Linked DNA regions of Mus musculus: region 2 is linked to region 1. Evidence: chromatin contacts called from public HiChIP or PLAC-seq data. All regions are on one chromosome and are shown on one strand. The core of a region is the stretch at or near the end of the contact, and the rest is flanking DNA. Distances in the headings are between cores, read along the strand shown.

What was found. HiChIP or PLAC-seq counts read pairs in DNA pulled down with a chosen protein or histone mark.
Region 2: an H3K4me3 HiChIP or PLAC-seq map of the SCID.adh cell line shows a contact between it and region 1, with 8 read pairs. The contact joins two enhancer-like sites. A contact is called at or near these places in 6 of 484 Hi-C or Micro-C datasets (CD8 T cells, cerebral cortex, double positive thymocytes and 3 more), 5 of 115 datasets of contacts at active chromatin or transcription factors (the SCID.adh cell line, bone marrow-derived macrophages, double positive thymocytes and 2 more) and 1 of 9 other capture datasets (embryonic stem cells).

The regions. Positions count from the first base shown.
Region 1 is chr14:64,219,259-64,222,310 of GRCm38.p6, reverse strand. The region is part of intron 4 of Msra (methionine sulfoxide reductase A); the gene reads left to right. It overlaps Gm52132 (a long non-coding RNA gene), which reads right to left. Exons shown (of 3, transcript XR_003951180.1): 1 at 1,071-3,052. Among named protein-coding and RNA genes, the nearest start is that of Gm52132, 4.9 kb to the right of the region's middle. Within about 2 kb of position 1,585, at least 7 of the 459 cell types and tissues checked have an H3K27ac peak or open chromatin away from gene starts, as enhancers often do. A contact at or near this core is called in the SCID.adh cell line, where this site is marked.
Region 2 is chr14:64,322,513-64,325,564 of GRCm38.p6, reverse strand. All of the region lies in intron 1 of Msra (methionine sulfoxide reductase A), which reads left to right. Among named protein-coding and RNA genes, the nearest start is that of Gm52131, 10 kb to the right of the region's middle. Within about 2 kb of position 1,529, at least 79 of the 459 cell types and tissues checked have an H3K27ac peak or open chromatin away from gene starts, as enhancers often do. A contact at or near this core is called in the SCID.adh cell line, where this site is marked.

The sequences.
Region 1 (3,052 bases), core at 336-2,835:
CCAGAAAAGTTCTCTTATGTTAAAAAGAAAATTTAATTTCTAACTATCTTAGTATTTTAGTTTGCATGTGAAATTTCCCCACAAGCTCGTATATTTAAACACTTGGCCCCCAGCTGGTGGTGCTGTTTTGGGGTTGTGGGGCCTTTAGGAGGTGAGGGTTATGAGGAGGAAGTGGCCCACTGTGGGGCAGGTCTTGAGGCTTACAGTGGGATCCTGCTTCTCGTCCAGTCTCTGCTCCCTGCTGTCCAGTGAGCTAAGCAAGCAGAATCGAAAGTTCTGCCACTGTGCCTTTCTCCACTTCATGGCACCATATCCCTCAAACCATTAGCCAAAATAAATCCCCTTTAAGTTGCTTCTCACTGTGCTGACAAGAAAAATCACTAGCAAACCTAGTTATTAAGGCTAAATCATGAACAAAATTAGAAAATGCTTTAATTAGGCAATGATTAGGGTACTATATATATATCCAAGTTCACAGGGCATGGCTAAACAGATCGTAAACCCATCTGTGAGAAGACAGAAGGGCATCCATCTCAAGATGCAAGAAAACCAACCACAAAGTAATCTCAAATGGTAGGAAAGAGATCATTAAGAACATAAACCAATGATGTGGAGTTCAAACCACAGCAGAGGAGACATGAAAGCCAAGACTTCCTATATGTATATTCAACTGGTTAACTGTTAGAATAGTTGATCAACAACAACAGAACAAACAAAAGAATAAAACAGGGCCGAGAATCCCAGTATGAAGAATAAAAACATGGAATCTCAATACAAACACTGGACATACTGCCAGACTCAGAGGACACCTGCAGCAATGAACTTGAGACAAAAAGTTACATTGAAAATAAACCCCTTAAAAAATAGGGCCCAACAGAATGAAACAACCCTGGGATCCTTAGAGAAACTGAATCCATACTTGATAAGATCACATGCTTCAATGAGTTTTACCAACATTTACTAGGGAAATAGTTGCCGGCTTGTGGGATGCCTTCCAAGGGCTGAAGAGAACGGAATCTTGATACCCACATCTGAGCACAGGAGAAAGCAAGATCACAGTACAGTCTCACCTAGGAGAATGTTTGCAGAAATCCCCAGTGGGCTGTTAGCCAACTGAGATTGGTGGCATCTTGAGACAGGATCCATGACCAAGTGGATTCCAGAGCACATGGTTCAGCAGTTCAGCATTAACCGAGAAAACCGAACAGGGTGTTTCCTGGACAGATGAAAAGAAAAACACGGCTACTGGTATGCAACACAAGTTAGTATTCATAAATGAGAAAAGCATGGGAAAGAGTCTGTACAAAGACTCACTGGGTGCACATGCGCTACTGAACAGTGCACTACTCAGAAACTGCAGCGTGTTGGAGCAACTACTGTAGTTTTGTTTGTTTTTATGTGTTTTGCTTGTTTATTCATTTCTTACTCCCTCTGTAGCCCAGGGCAACCTGGAACTCATTATCATGTAGCACATGCTGGTGTCAAACTCACAAGTGTTGCCGTTAGCGATGTACACTCTGTTACAGCCTCTAATCTGCCTTGTACTGGCATGGGTAGGGATCCTCCTTCAGACCTAAGTTAAGGAGAGAAGCAAAGGGAATGACTGAGGAATGCTCACTTCTCCCCAGCTCTCTGGGATTTCCTCTTCTTCTAGTGGTCAAGTGACTGAGTTCTGACCAATGGAATATGGCAAAAAGACATCTGCCACTTCCAGTCTTAACTCCTAAAACTCCAGCCTAGCCCCTGAGCTCTAAAAGTGGGAAGCAACTTGAGTAGGGAAGCAACCTACCAAAGAGACATCAGCCTCCACCAAGCTAGGCCCCCTAGGCACTCAGGGGGCAGGAGGGGTTAGCAGCCCTTTTTACTAAATGAACTTTGCATGAGCAAAAGATAAACGATTAGGTTCATCCCTGAGAATTTCAGATAGAGGTTCCTTGAGGGTGAGTGTCGTTAATGAATCTCTAATTGTGTTCACTTAGCCATGGGGCAGCTGGAAGATCCAGTAATGAACGGACTTCGCTTAGACTTCCTCTTAGATTATTTTGTAAATTTAGTATAAACCCCAGTGAAAACCTACAGTCCTGCTGCTGTGCTGTTGCTATTCTTGCTCTCTCCTCCTCCACCCCCTTCTCCTTCAGACTTAAAAAAAAAAAAGATTCCCATGTATTTATAAAAGCAAATGTTTTCTTATATAACAACAAGAACACAGGAACTTTTTTCTTCTGCAAGTCTTGACTCATTGTGAACCTCACCAGTTAAGCTGCAGTGCATTTGATGTGGGGAAAGATAAACAGACAGTGCAGGGGAGCAAAGTAAGATGTGGATGTGCCGGAGGACAGAGCTACCACACCACCCGCTTCGCCCACTACTGGGGAGAGGGCTTTTTAGTTAATAAAGACGCCTTTTTGTTGTTTGTTTGTTGTTTTGTCTTTCCAGATCCTTAGGAGGGAGAATCTGCCTCATGCCATGCACAAAAATTAGTACCTTGTACATTTAAGACCTAAGAGCAAAGGTAAAATATGCAGGACTTCCAGGTGAATGACTTCACTATAGTGTGGGGTCTGGAAGTGATTCCTATAAAAGACACTAAAAGTGATAACCAAAAAAAAGGCAAAATAAGTTTGATAAATTCGTCCTTCTCAAAATTTTGGCTTATCATAAATCATTGTGGGGGCTGGAGTAATTACTAAGCAGTTTAGAGCACTGGCTGCTCTTACAAAGGACCCAGGTTCAATTCCCAGTACATCATGGTGTCTCACAACCATCTGTAACTCTAGCTGCAAAGGATCTACACCTTCTGGTTGCTGAAGGCACCATACAGACACCAGGTGTACATGAAGGTAAACACTCCTACACATAAATTAAATATAAATAAAAATTGAGCAAACTAACCCATTGTAAAAAAAATGCCAAGAGTAATGAGATTATATCTGATAGTGGATTTATATCAGGAATATTTAAAATATATGAAAAAGGCTTTTTTTTAGAAACACAGATTGCTGCAAAGGAATGTGGCCAAGGTATTTAAATAGCAGTGGGGAAGCATAAAATT
Region 2 (3,052 bases), core at 280-2,779, 100 kb before region 1:
TTGTGGGTGCCTGTTCCGTGGTACTCATGTAGAGATCAGAGGACAACTTTGTGGATTTGGTTCTCTCCCTCCCATTTACAAAGGTTCTAGGGATTGATCTCCGGGTGCCAGACTTGCCCAGCAAGCACTCTTACCTGCTGAGCCATCCTGAGGGCCTGGATTTAAAAAAAAAAAAATATTGACATATTGTTCAGTTGACAGCTTCATCATAAAACTTATTTTTTGATGGAAGTATGAAATGTTCAAACCAATTTTAAAAATCACCAGACTTCCAGGAAGTGTGTCCCCACGATGTGGAGGAAAATAACAGTGATGACAAAAACGGAAAAGATGAAAATTGGAGAGGTAGCCAGGCAGAGAAGTAATTCAAACAGGCACCGTGTTCTCCCTCTGTTCTCCCCTAAAATAAAAGAGAGAGAAACCCAGAGACATTTCCAGTTTTGCTTTTAATCATCTCCAAGTCCTGTCTTGAATTTGGAGAGATTGGTGTTTTAAAAATATTTCCTTCTTTTAAACATGCTCTGGAGGCCACACAACAGTTTTCAAGGGGAAACACAGCACCCCTCTTTTCTTGAGGTCTCTTAGGGTGTTCTCAACCCCTTGCCGTTTCAAAGTTGTTTGCAGAATTGCTTTTGTGATTCAGAAGGGGGTCATCTGGGGACTTTGTCACAAGGCTGGGTACAGTCTGTGAGCCCCGAGTAGTTCAACAGCTTTCAGCTTAGGAACAGGCTCCAGGGCTACATGGTGTTTACCATGGTGATAACTGTGAACAGTTGAAATGTTTGGTATTTGTATTTCCAAAAAGGAAATATATCACCAAGAACAGAGCCCCAAACTAATAGGATGGTTTGTTGCACGTGTACATGTGTATGCATGCGTGCATATACGTGTGTGTGTGTGTGTGTGTGTGTACACCCACACGTGTGCATGTGTGTTGTGTGTTTTTTAAGCAAACCTCAGTGTGTCATACATACTCTCCTATACTTCCCCTCCCTTGTTCCATATGAGGGTGCCTTCTTATCTCACAGGGTTGTTTTGTTTTTTTTTTCTATAACAGAATGCCGCTGATGCTCTTTTTTCTATATGAACCCTGCATTTAATACTTATCCATAAGCAAAGGAACAGTATCTTATCTTGCAGATCCAGTCTGTGCTGAACCTTGCCAGTGTCCCACCTCTTTATTCTTAGAGTCTTTTCTTCCTTTATGATCTCCTGAAACAGACAATGACTTCAGAAGCCCGGTGCCTCTTCATTTAACAGAGGCCATCCTGTACAAAGCCACTACTGAGTTCAGACCACCACAATTTGTCTTTCTTAAAATCACATTGTTTTAGTTGTGTCTGCTTTATTCCCTGTGTGAAAGGAGAATGAACACAGATGAGTTTACTATGAGGTTTGTACCGCTATAGTCTGTGCACAAAATCATGCCAAAATTCCTTTTCTATGGGAGAGTAGCAGCCACAGAGCCAACGAGGTCCTCTCCGGCCCAGACCTAAGTATAATGCTGCCTGATACTGCCAGAGACGCTGTAGGGAAGGGGCTATCCGCCGGAACAGATTGCATGGGGAAGACTGGGCCCCTCTGGCTTAGCTGAGTACCAGGCTGACCATTTATCACTGTCAGAGAGGAAGGGGTGGGAGCGGGGAGTCGCCCGGCCACTCCTGCTCAGCTGCTGACTGACAGCTGACAGCATCATGTGCCACCTCCATGCAACCCATGTGCCATCAAGCGAGAGTGTAGCTACCTGCTTGGGCTGCTGACAGGTTCACAGAGAAGAAAGAAAAGATCAGCAGAGTGCTCTGGGCTGTCAGTGAACTGTGAACTGCCTGCTCTGCACAGTGCTGTGTGCAACCGTTAGTGGCAGCTGACTTCAGTGTGCACAGGAAGCGCTGGGTTAGGCTCCCAGGAAATAATATGGCTGGTGATTGGCGGAGAAGATGCCTCTGAGGTCTATGCACCTTAATTACATTCCAAGGACTCGACTGTGCTGTGAAGCTGTTATTTTAATATGCCCAAACTGATCTCTCTAACAACTATCAGGGAGAAAGTGAATAGCTTTGCATCAGCCATATACCAGGGCCATAAAGCAATGTGAACCAGCAAAGCCCAGACCCTACCACTCTTAGAAGACAAATATTTTTCAAAACAATATTAGAAGTATGATTTTTCTGTTTACCATGCATATTAAAATCTACATTGTGCTTTAGAAGTCATAAAACACTGAGACATGTTAGTATGGAAGGGACTGGTCTTGACTTACTCCTGTATGCTGGCATTTTCAACTGTTCCATTTACAAGGATCTCACTGAATCCTTTGGCTGAAACACAGATCTTAATCCATAAGGTAGCTTAATTTTAAATGCAGTTTATACTCTCAAGATTATCTGTTTTTCAATGTATGTAATATTGGATATGTGGGTGCCTGTGAGTTTGCAGCATGTGTGCACATGTGCCACACACATGTGCATGTAGAGGCTAGATGATGACATAGGTATGTTCTTCTATTGGTTTCCACATTGCCATTTGAGACAGACTCTGTCAGAGAACCTGCCATTCACTGATTGACTAGACTGGCTGGCCATTGTGTTCCAAGGATTTCCTGTCCCCCCTCCTCAGCACTGGTGTTACCGATGAGTGCAACCATGCTTGCTTGCTTCTTTATATAAATGCTGACCATTTGAACTCAGAGCCTTGTGCTTGGAGGGCAGGTGCTTTCCTAACTAAACTATCTCCCCTACTCCAAGGCGATCTGATTTTGATAGTCATTAGGAATTACTTGTGTTAATGGGGAGAGATTTCATGAAGTCAGGAAATTTCCATCCTACAACGTGTGCACTCCCAAGTGCAGAAGTCAGCTGCAGTGCTTCAGTGTGGTGATTATTAAAAGTATCCCCAACATGAAATGCTCTAGCTGAAAGGGATGATGATGAAATGCATTTCTTGGGGTGATGTGGTGAGCCCGGGAGCTCGGGTGCCCTGGGGGCTGCAGCAGAGCAGGGAGCTTTAAGAGCACCAGCCTGCCCTGGTGCAAGAGCTGGGGCTCATGGATATG